Regions from separate parts of the Rattus norvegicus genome. Here region 1 is linked to region 2. Evidence: chromatin contacts called from public Hi-C data. All regions are on one chromosome and are shown on one strand. The core of a region is the stretch at or near the end of the contact, and the rest is flanking DNA. Distances in the headings are between cores, read along the strand shown.

What was found. A called contact is a pair of places that touch in the nucleus more often than the background predicts.
Region 1: a Hi-C map of frontal cortex shows a contact between it and region 2, with 4 times the contacts expected there. The contact joins the promoter of Trappc5 here to the promoter of Zfp358 in region 2. A contact is called at or near these places in 2 of 12 Hi-C or Micro-C datasets (frontal cortex and mammary epithelial cells).

The regions. Positions count from the first base shown.
Region 1 is chr12:6,531,890-6,537,877 of GRCr8, forward strand. Trappc5 (trafficking protein particle complex subunit 5) reads left to right here and starts at 3,706. Exons shown (of 2, transcript NM_001108850.2): 1 at 3,706-3,769.
Region 2 is chr12:6,348,720-6,354,654 of GRCr8, forward strand. Zfp358 (zinc finger protein 358) reads left to right here and starts at 1,547. Exons shown (of 2, transcript NM_001108328.1): 1 at 1,547-1,772; 2 at 3,836-5,640. The coding sequence starts at 1,547. The coding sequence ends at 5,568.

The DNA of each region.
Region 1 (5,988 bases), core at 2,456-4,955, 190 kb after region 2:
CTGCCCAGTCTGATGGACGTGATTTCTCTGTCAAGCTTCTACTTTCCAAGTATGTCTCAGTTTGTGTCAAGTTGATAAATCCCAGGACAAAGTGGAAGGTATCATATCAATTAAAAAATAGTATTTTGGGTCTGGTAAGATGGTTCTGTGGATAAAGGTGCTCGCTTCCAAAGCTGGCAACCCGAGTTCTACCCCCAGGACTCAAACAGTGGGAGAACCGATGGCCAAAGGCTGCCCTCTGCCGTCTACTCACCATGGCACGTGCACACACATGCGTGCGCACGCGCACACATACAGGCATAGAGAGACACAGACACAGACACACAGAATTACACACACATACACACAGAGCACAGATAGACTGACACATATACACACATACGCACGCAAACATACATGCACACAAGCATACATGCACACACACATGCATACACACAAGCATACATGCACACAAGCATACATGCACACACACATGCATACACACAAGCATACATGCACACACACTCACACATACACTCACATACACATTCATACATATACACACACAACCATACATGCACACACACAAACATACAAGTATACACATACTCATACACATGCATACACACAAACATACATGCACACACACACAAACATGCATGTGCACAAAATAAATAAAATGTAATAAACTTATCAACAATTTAAAAATAGATGTATTCATTTTGTTCTCTGGGTGTTTTGTCTGCATGTATGCCTGCATGTGTGCCTTCATGTGTGCGTTTGTACCACATGTTTGCCTCATGCTGGTGGAGGTCAGAAAAGAACACTGGATCCTTGGAGCGGTTGTGAACAACCATGTGGGTGCTGAGAATTGAACCTTGGTCCTTTCCAAGAGCAACAGAGGTCTTAACCACTGAGCCATCTCTCCAGCACCGAAATGTACTAAAGCATTGAAATTATAGTATTTTGGGCCAGGGGATAACCTACTCTGTCTGTAAAGTGCTTGCTGCACAAGGAAAAGGGCCTTACTTCAATTCCCAAAACCCATGTGTAAGGTCAGACATATTGGTGCACAACCCTAATCCCAGAGCTGAGGAGACAAAGGTAGGGGGATCTCTGAGGCTCATGGTCTGCCATCATGGCTTAATTAGGGAGCCCTAAGTCCCAGAAAGAGACCGAATGGAAAATGAAGCCAGCGCCAGTTGAGTGGTGGTGCATGCCTTTAATCCCAGTGCTCGGGAGGCAGAGCAAGGCAGGGTCTGGGTTTGATGTTTGGTCTGAGCACTCAAGGTTGTCTTCTGGCCTCCAGACACACGGCCTCCTCCTCTTTCTCCTCTTTTGAGACAGGACCTCCTTATGTGGTCATGGCTGGTGTGGAACTCCCTGTGGAGACCAGGTTGTCCTCAAACTCACAGAGAGCCACCTGCCTCTGGGATTTACTCCTTTATTTTTAAAATTCTGTGTTCTTTGCTAGGGAACCCCACGTTGTTTGCATTTCTTCTTATAGTTCTTTTAATTCTTCTCTCAGATATCACAGCTGTTTCACCTCCCTCCTCTACCGTCTACCCTCTCGTCCCAGGCCCTCCCTCCCACCTTCCCTCTCCCCCAGATCCATTCCTTCAGAAAAGGGCAGGCCTCCCAGGGATATCAACCAAGGAAGCTTCGATAAGACTAGGTACATACTGAGGCTGGACAAGGCAGCTCAATAGGAGGGAAAGACTCCTTTTTAGGAGTAGAGTCAGAGATAGCCCCTCTGTTAGGAATCCCACACAAACACCAAGCTGCAAGACCTAACATAGTCAGAGGACCCATGTCTGACCCACACAGGCTCCCTGACTGTCAGTTCAGTCTCTGTGAGCACCTATGATCCTGGTTAGTTGATTCTGTGGGCTGTTCCCTTGCATTATCCCTGACCCTTCTGGCTTCCTCCCCCTCTTTCACAGAGTTCCTCAGCCCCACGTTCGACTGTGGGCTCTGCATCTGCTCCCATGAGTACAAAATAGTGGTATTTATTTAAGGTATGTGTCCCTGTGTCTGTCTACACGCACACTTCTGCATGCATCTGTTGTGATATCCAAGGATATGTCTGATGAGCCAGGGATCACTATACTGGGTGGGAGGGGCAGGCCCATACGGAGGCATCCTTTTCCCCTGAGGTAGTACAGACTAGAGTTTATTTAGGGCATGGGAAGGGGAGTTGGGAAGTGAGGAGAGAGAGGGGGAGGGAGGGAGGAAGGGAGAGAGAGAGAAGGAAGGAGGGAGAGAGGGAGAGGGAGAGGGAGAGGGAGAGGGAGAGGGAGAGAGAGAGAGAGAGAGAGAGAGAGAGAGAGAGAGAGGCGTGCGGAGAGGGAGAAGCTGGGAGGAGAGGCTAGCCAGGAACATGTGGAGAGGGGAGAAAGGGAAAAGGAGTCAGGGAGAGAAGAGAGTCAGAACGGCTTCCCATGGGGTATACCCTCCCCTTCAGCTTCTTCAATCCTTCCCCTAATTCAAACATAGGGGTCCCTGACTTTAGTCCAGTGGTTGGGTGTAAGTATCTGCGTCTGTCTCAGTCAGTCCTAGGAATTTTTAAATTAAACACGTGGGGCTGGGTTCATCTGTAACCCATCACTTGCCTCCTCAGTGCGAGGCCCTGTGTTTCATCCCCAGCGCTGTAATACAAAGAATTAAGTCCGCAGCTGACCCATGCAGGTTGGAGATAGGAATAGACTCCAGGAGAAAACGACCTGCATTTCTTCCTCCTCTTGTATCTCCTCTCATCAAGATCAGCTATCCACACATCCCCTTGCTTGGGTTGTCATCTTGGCTACACAGCAAGGCTGCTTCAAACAACCACCAATCAACCGATACACGGCACAAAAACAGTAAGGGGTTGGGGGGTGTCTTAATAGATAAGGTAGAGTCGTGAAGACCTGAGTTTGATCCTGAGTATCTACATTAAAAAAAAAAAAAAAAAAGCTGTGTGTGTTGGTACACTCCTGTAACCCCAGAGCCCCCAGTGACCTGTTTGTGGGGCAGACAGAAGGATTCTCTGAGATGCTTGCCAGCTAGCAGAAATGGTAACCCCAGGTTCAGTAGTTACGCCCTATCTTAAAATAACCCCCAAGAGCAGTAGAGATAGCCACTCAGCGTCAACCTCTGCACACAGGAGTGTTGGGTACATGGGACACACACTGACACACAAAGGAAATATAAGGGTGGTCAGATGCCTCCGCAGGTAAAAAAACTACTACTACTACTACTACTACTACTACTACTACTACTACTACTACTACTACTACTACTACTACTACTACTACTACTAAAGCATTGTAGCTACACCTTCTGTGAAAGTTGGAAAAATGCCCTCAAAGTGTGCTCCTTCACCCACAGGTAAAAATCACGCGTCAGAGTAAATTGCGTGTACATACATCACATCCACGGCTCACGTACATACATAAGAAAATGCGTGCCCGAGAGCATGCACGTGCTCCTGGGACAGAATACTTTGCATACTACCCTCCTGCTCAAAGGCCAGCTCTTAAAGCAAGACCTCACGACCCAGTGCAGACCAGGGCTCTGGGCCGCTGGGCTGGGACACGGGCGCCCCCTTGCGGCCGCTCTCTGCCACGCCCCGCCCCGCCCTCCGTGTACTCACCGGCGAGCTCATACACGCCTGCGCACTCAGGGGCCTTTTACGACGCCACCAAGAAGTTCCGCTGAACCCACCGCGGCACAGTTCCGGTTGAGACCTTTCCGGGCCGGCGCGCACGGGCCTCGTCTTTTTTCTGTGTGTCCCGAGCAGCGTTCCCGGGTCAGTCTGCTTTGGGTTTTCCTGGGGGTGAGGCGGGTTCCGCGGTCCCAGCCGAGCGTCCTAGAGCAGCCGAGTGGAGCGTTGTGCATGGCTCCCTTCCCTAGTTGGGGAGCCGGACGGTCCATCCTAATCCCCCAAGACCCGGCCCCTGGGACATGCTTTGTAGGGGCGTGCTGTCGGCTCCAACCCGTCCCCAAGAAGCGATGAAGGCTTCACCTGGAGACGTCAGGGCCCCCAGTCTCCGGATTCCATTTTGGTCTCCATTCACAGTTGTGGCTGGCTCCCTGCTGCCGGCATGGGAGGCCCAGAGGCCTCCTCCTGGCTCCTCCACTAGTTTCCCCATCACCCGTGCAGTTTTCTAGAGAGTGTGGGAGCGTGAGTTCCCAACGGGATGTCTTTTAGAGTTAAGGGTCACCGTGGAAACGGCTTCCTTCGTGACAAATAGACACTTCCGCCGCTCCCCGCGCTCAGGTTGTAGGCTTGGTGATTTTCTGCATCCCTTCCTGGCTTGGCCTTGACTCACCCCTGTCACATACCTTTCAGGCTTTCCTGGAGGGATTGGGCAGGAGCACATGCCAACTAGGGAAAACATCATTGTGTCCTCTGACCCCTCTCCATTCTTCAACCTCCCCCCGACCCCCCTTTTAAAGACAGTGTGTTAGTGCTTTTCTCTATGTTGCTGCGGTCATATATACCCGAAAGAAGCAACCGGAAGAGGGAAAAGTCTGTTAATTTGACCATTGACAGATGACGGCAGGGGCGTGAGGCAGCTGGCATTGCATCCACAGTCGAATGCTGGCCCTCAGATAGCTTCATTCTTTTTATTCAGCCTCAGGGTGGTGATGCCCATATTCAGAACCGTCCGCCTCTGGAACTCTAGGGACTGTGTTTTCATGGTATTTCTATATCTAAGTAGTGAAGACGAACAGGGTCTCACTGTGGTTTAGGCAGTGCTGCAACTCACCCAGGCTGGGCACTTTCTGCCATCTTCCTGCCTCAGCCTCTGGAGTGCTGGGGCTCAGGCATGCACCTCCACAGTTTCCTGGCCTCTCTGTATGCACTCCATCTTCCTTTTTTTTGGAGGGGGGAGAGACAGCTTTTCTGTGTAACAACCCTGGCTGTCCTCCAACTCACAGAGAAGCCTCTGCTTCCTGAGTGTTGGGATTAAAGGTGTGTGCCTTAAGTTTTAACCATTCCCCTGCCAGGTACCAACCTCTTAAAAATTACATTTTTTAAATTTATCCATTGCATGTTTGTGTGTATGTGTGTGCATTTGTGAGTGTGCACAGAAGTAAGAGGACAACTTTTGAGAGCGAGTTCTCTCTTTCCAGTCTGTGGGTCCTAGGATCAAACTGGGGTTATCAGGTAAGCGTCTTTATCTTCTGAGCCATCTTGCCAGGGATAGTTCTTTAGGAAGACTTCTCGCTTTATTTAATGTGTATAGGTGTTCTGCCTGCATATGTGTGTGTTTCCCATGTATGTCCCTGGTGTCCTCCATGGTCAGAGGATCTCCTAGATCTAGTTACAGAATCACCATGTGATGTGGGTGCTGGAATTCAAACTCATTCTCTCTATAAGAGCAAGAAATGATCTTAACTGCTTAACCCTCTCTCCAGCTTTTTTTTTTTTTTTTTTTTTTTTTATTATTAAAGAGACAAGGTCTCATGTAGCCTAGGTTGGTCCCAAATTCCATATGTAGCAGAGAGTGGCCTCAGACTCCTGATCTTCCTGCCTCTGCCTCTACCTCTTGAGTTCAGTCAGGGATTATGGAATTGTACCTCCATACCTGGCTTTATGCAGTTCAGGGAATCAAACACGGGATTTCATGTACCGATGGAGCCATATCCCCAAGTGCTTTTCATGACTAAGAAGTCTCTTGGGTCTCCAACTTTGGGGTAGTTTCTATTGTTCCCTGTTATTTCCCTTTAAAGAGTTCTTTTTAATTATATGGGTGTGTGTCTGAGTATGGGTTTGTGCGTGTGAGTGCAGTCAGAGGCCAGAGGTATTGATTCTTCCTGGAGCTGGACTTACAGGTGGTTGTGAGCCATGTGGAGTGGGAGTTGGGAACTGATTCAAGTGCTTTGCAAGAACAGTACATGTTTTGAAGTCCACATCTCTCTTTTTTCCCCCATTGGCAGGCAAGGTTGTAAGGCCCTCACTCTGGTATTTGTGCTTTGCTTGCTAAATTATGGGGTGTGTTTTACCAGCAGTTTAATGTC
Region 2 (5,935 bases), core at 297-2,796:
TACTTCAGATACGGTCAGAGGGTGGCCTTGCTGTGCCATCTGTTTTGCCCTGTGACCATTGTTTATACTGAGGCAAGAACATCCGGTCCAGCTGCCAGCTCCCCCTGGGCTTGTTTTTATTCCCTCTGCGGTGGAGGGAACTGTGTCTTTAAAGTTTGGCTTGAAGCCTTCCTCAGTCCTGGCTAAGGTGTTCCAGAAATCAGCTCTTGGTCCAGCCTCCTGGTCTGCCTCTGGTGTCACCTGCCATTTGAATAGGAAGCTAGGGACATGGAAGGATCAGAGAGCGAAAGGTTACCTAAAAGAAAGATTCTGCTAGCAACAACAAAAAAAAAAAAACAAAAAACTGAGCGTGTGCGTGCGTGCGTACATGCGAGTGCGTGCGTTGCGTGCTGTGTGCGCGCATGCGTGCGTATGCATGCGTGTGCGTGAGTGCGTGCCTGTGTGTGCGTGCGTGTGTAGTAAAGACAGGGGTGGGGAGAACTTTTACATACACACATCTATGTGGACTACCGAGATTGGCTTCAAGTATCTACCTCAATTGGTCCCCACTTTCATTTTTATTAATTACATTTATTTATGTAGTGGTGTGGTCGGAAGATAGTTCGATCCTTCCATCATGTTGGTTCTAAGGAATCAAACTCGGGTCCTTGGCCTTTCAGCAAGCCCTTTTACCCACTGAGCCCCCTGGTTAGCCCTCCAACCTTACTTTTTGAGACAGTCTCATAATGACCCTGGCAGCTCACTGATTCAGTTAGAATGGATCCTCTTGCCTCAGACACCTCAAAGCTAGAATTCTCAAAGCTAGACCCACCACTGTCTTTCCACATAGGTGACAAAAGTCTCAAGTCAGGTCTTAAGCTTCTGCAACAAGCAGTTTACTTACTGGGTCACCTCTCTAACCACCAGTCTCACCACAAAACATCTGATACATTCTGATAGCCCTAAACTCTTTTTGAGATAACACTGTATGTTTAAATGGCAGGCTTTCTCAAAGCTCCCCGATCCCCGCTTATGTGTTTGAAACAAGACAGAGAAATGAACAAGAGGACAAGACAAAGACAGGCAGAGACAAAAGAGGGCAGAGGCAGAGAAAATGGCTGGGCCAGAGGCAAAGAAATTAAAAGAGAAAAAAATAGATTCTGGTAGAGATGGAGAAAGAAAAACAGAAGCCTGGAGAGATAGTTCAGCAGGTATAGGCGCACGGCCAAGCATGCAGATCACGGTTCCAATAAAGAGAGAACAGACTCCTGCAAGTTGTCCACTGATTTCCCCATGCGCAACACGGCACGCATAGGCTCGGAATCAAATAATTTTTTAAGGAGATGAAGAAAAAAAGATGGAGAGGAGAGGACAGAATGGAAGATAGATAAACAGATAGAGTCAGGGTTACAGATGGAGAGTCAAGATCAGGGTCGGAGAAGGGGCCGGAAGAGTCACCTAGGATTAGGGTAGAGCGGGCTGGTAGGGTGCAAACAAAGACGAGACGCGCCCCAGCCGGGGTGGCCCTAGCCGGGACAAAGGCTTGGCCCGGGGGGCGGGGGCAGCGATGGCTCCGGCCGCCGAGGGCGCGGGCGAACTACAAGTCCCAGCAGCTCCCGCAGCGGCCCTCGGCCGGCCCCTCTCGCTCCTCGGGAGCGCCTGGCGGGGCCGCTGGGCCGAGGGGGCCGCCAGCGGGGCTGGTGAGCGGTGGGGTTTCCTGCAAGCCTGGGGCGGGGAGACGCCGGCTGGCCAGCCCGAGTGCAGCCAGGCCGGGCAGGGGCGAGGGGCATCGGGTGAGTGACCCCGAAAGCGGATCGGGACGGATTGGGGAAGGCTGGACAAAAGGGGGAGGTGGTTGTGAGGAGACCCCCAACACTAAGGGCAGGGCGCGGGGCGCGGCCCCAGGCTACCTCTATGCACCTCTTGCAGAGTGCATGGTGCCAGCGCTCGACTTGGGGGGTCAAGGTGGCGGATGCGGTGGGAGGGGGGTCCCGAGGAGCTCAGGCCTAGTACGTTTATCCCGCCAACGCCAGGACCACCCCCTAATCTACAGTGAATCTGAGATCCGGATGGGTGGAGGCACCCGCTAGCTTGGGTCCCACAGAGCAGGACAACTCCTTACTTCAAGAGGTGATAGGGGGTTTCTCTCTGGAAACCAAGAGAAGCCTGGGGCATTGTTCTTCCGATGTGGGACTTTATACTCCATAGTGTATATGTGTGTGTCTAGGAGGGAGGTGTCGTGTTACCTCAAGGATCCCAAGAAAAATCCCAGTTATTGTTAGCTTTCACCTCCAGTCTTGGGATGTACAGCCTTGGAAGCCCATTTTTCCCAAGAGATGATCGGGGTGCACCTGCCCTCTCCACAGGGTTTTAATCTAAGAGATAGATGGGAGTTTCCATCCAAGATGGGAGTTCATGAAGCTGCTTCCTTCAAAGGCAATCTAAAAATACCTTGCCTCCAGAAACCTGGGTGGGGGGCCCAGGTATTGCCCACTAATCTCCAGGAGTGGGGCCTGGGTAGAGAAACTGTTGGGGGAACTCCACTCCCTTCTGCGTATTGTCTCCTGGCTTCAAGGTTGGGGTCAGGTAGGTCTCCCCAATCCCCAGGAGCCCAGCCCAACAAAGAGTACACTTAGCCCCAAGGTAGAGGTGTGTTACTCTTTCTCCACGTCTGCTGCTTTCCCCAACACAGTCCTCATACCCTCATCGAGGAGTCTGTGTGTTCAGGAATTCCCTTCCCTGGAGACATTCCTCCTCACCTCTCTTCTGCCCCACCCTCCAGCTCGCTCTAGAACTGCAGAGGGCCCCAGCGATTCTTTTTGCAGGCACATCACCAGGGGGTTAAAATCCACAATCTTCTAGCCAGTTGGAAAATTGCTATAATAACCAATTTCTCCGCCGCCCCCCCCCTCTGGCTGTGGAATTCTTAGTGCTCCTTCCGTCCCTTTCCCTAGGAGAGGGCCACGTATGCACCCCCCCCTTAATTTTGAAAACCGTTATTATTTTGTAGCCCAGGCTGGCCAGATCTGCCAGACTCGTCCTAAAGGTGCTGGGATTACAGATGTGTGCCACCACTGCTAGCTTGGGTTTCCTCTCCCGTGTCCTCTGGTGTAGGAGAGAATGTCTCTCACCCAAGCTGTGAGGTCTAGAATTCTTCGCTGGAAGCAAACAAGGGTCCCTGCAGTTTTCAGAATACTAGAGAATCATTAACTTCCCACCCTTACTGCTACCCATTCAACTTCCGTAAGACAAGCCTCACAAGCCCCCCTCTTTACCAGGAACCTACCACTTAATAAGGTAGGGCAAGAATTCAGACCTTGACCTGAGGAGGAAAAAAGAACCCTGACACCCTTTCCCCCAGATTTAGGCAGTTCAGACCTTAGTACTGCCTTCCATAACACCCAGGTTCCCCCTCGGAGCTCGGGATTGGGCCGGGAATGCATCTCAGATAGTAGAGTGCTCACCACGCAGGAAACCAGCACCACATGAGCTGAATGTGGTTGTGCACTCCCTGTCATTCTACACTCAGGGGGTTGAGGCAGGAGGATTAGAAATTTAAGGTCATCCTTGATTCCGTAATGAGTTGATAGACAACTGGAGCTGCACAAGGCCCTGTTTTTAAACACAAGATCCCAAGATGGCCCCCATCCAGGTTTGAGGTGAAAAGTAAGGGTCCCAATATGTCCCATTAGAATCCTTCTGGTCCAAATCCTGGGTAGGACATGGGTTAGAACTCTTCCTGTGGTTAAAGACAAGAGCAGGAACCATGTACATTCACCAGGGACTTTAGTGTGGCATGGCCAGATCCCTCTCCCCCAGAACCTCCCTCCACCAACCTCCTGTCCTCATACTGCAGATCCCGTTCCGGAATCCGCACGCGGTTCTACTTCCAGGATGAGGCGCTCCGTCCTGGTTAGGAACCCGGGCCACAAGAGTCTTAGGCCCCTTTATGGAGACCTTCCTTCAGACCCAGAAGACCTGGACCCCAGTCCCAAAGCTCCAGATCGTATCTCTGAAAGCCCCGAGCCAGAGCCGGAAGACCTCAACACTGTCTCAGAGGATGGGGACGCCAGCTTAGAAGATCCCGAGCCTGAGGCAGAGGAAGCTCCACCGTCCATGTTGGGGAAGCCAGACTTGGATTCTCGAGATCTGGATCCCACGTCTTCAAGTTTCGACCTGGATCCTGATGTGATTGGCCCGGTGCCACTAGTTCTCGACCCAAGCGATGACACCCTCAGCCCTGCTGCTCCACATGTGGATTCCCTTCCCTCTAGCCTCACTGCCACCCCCGAAATCTTGGCCACCAGCTCAGCGGTGGTGCTTCCTGCCCCTGCCAGTCCACCTCGTCCCTTCTCCTGTCCTGATTGCGGGCGAGCCTTCCGCCGCAGCTCTGGGCTGAGCCAGCACCGACGCACGCACAGTGGAGAGAAGCCTTACCGCTGCCCTGACTGTGGCAAGTCATTCAGCCATGGTGCCACACTGGCCCAACATCGTGGCATCCACACTGGTGCACGGCCCTACCAGTGTGCTGCCTGTGGCAAGGCCTTCGGCTGGCGGTCCACACTGCTCAAGCACCGCAGCAGCCACAGCGGGGAGAAGCCACACCACTGCCCCGTGTGTGGCAAGGCCTTCGGTCACGGCTCGTTGCTGGCCCAGCACCTGCGCACGCACGGTGGCCCTCGCCCCCACAAGTGCCCGGTGTGTGCTAAAGGCTTTGGGCAGGGCTCTGCGCTCCTTAAACACCTGCGCACCCATACAGGCGAGCGCCCTTACCCGTGCCCGCAGTGCGGCAAGGCCTTTGGGCAGAGCTCAGCGTTGCTCCAGCATCAGCGCACCCACACCGCTGAGCGTCCCTATCGCTGTCCCCACTGCGGCAAGGCCTTTGGGCAGAGCTCCAACTTGCAGCACCACCTGCGCATCCACACTGGCGAGCGACCTTACGCCTGCCCACACTGCTCCAAGGCCTTTGGGCAGAGTTCGGCACTCCTACAACACCTCCACGTGCATTCTGGCGAGCGCCCCTACCGTTGTCAGCTCTGCGGCAAGGCCTTTGGCCAAGCCTCCAGCCTCACCAAACATAAGCGTGTGCATGAGGGAGCCGCAGCTGCCGCCGCTGCCGCCGCTGCAGCCGCAGCCGGGCTGGGTCTTGGGCCTGGTTTGAGCCCAGTATCTATGATGAGGCCAGGGCAGATCTCTTTCCTGGGTCCTGATGCTGTTTCTGTGCTGGGATCTGGCCTGGGCCTCAGTTCCGGTGCCAGCCCTGCCCGAAGTTCTGCCCCTACTTCTGTGCTGGGTTCACTCCAAAACCCCCTCCTTCAGACCCACTCAGGATCTGTCTCCAGCCCTGACCTTGTTCTGTCTTCTGACCCTAAGCCAGGCCTTGATGCTGATCCCGATGTGGTACCCAGTCCTGACCAAGAGTTGGATCCCAACCCTAACCCCGATCTTGTCCCCAATCCTGACTCCAGACCCAAGTCCCAAACTGACCCCTATTCTCCCACTCACGACAGTCCCAGCCCAGCCCTTCCAGCTGGAGAAAGTCCCAAGTGGGTAAAGGAGGAAGGGGCCCTGCTGGGGCCTGATGGGTAAAGGGGGCGCTGCGTCTGTGGTGATCTGGGGAAGGTGTGTGCTATGTTCACAGTAAAATCCTCCTGCCTCCTGTCTCTGTGTTGCTTGCCTTTTTTGATTTCTCCTACTGCTGGTGGACATGGAGGGTGTGGTCCAGGCCAGGCAGATCTGCGAAGGCATTCTCTAGGCCTCCTAGCTTACCATACAAGGCCCCACAGAGTGTCTTTCCACCTGTTAATGTTTGCTCTCCCGAGTCTGGTCCTTGTAGTCAGGTCAGTCAGCTTCTGTGGGTGTTTTCCTTAGGTATTTGCTCCTGTGCTGGGATTTCTGGCATGATAATATTCTAGTGGGTTGACCCTAGAGGCTACTAAAGGGGCACCAAAGACAA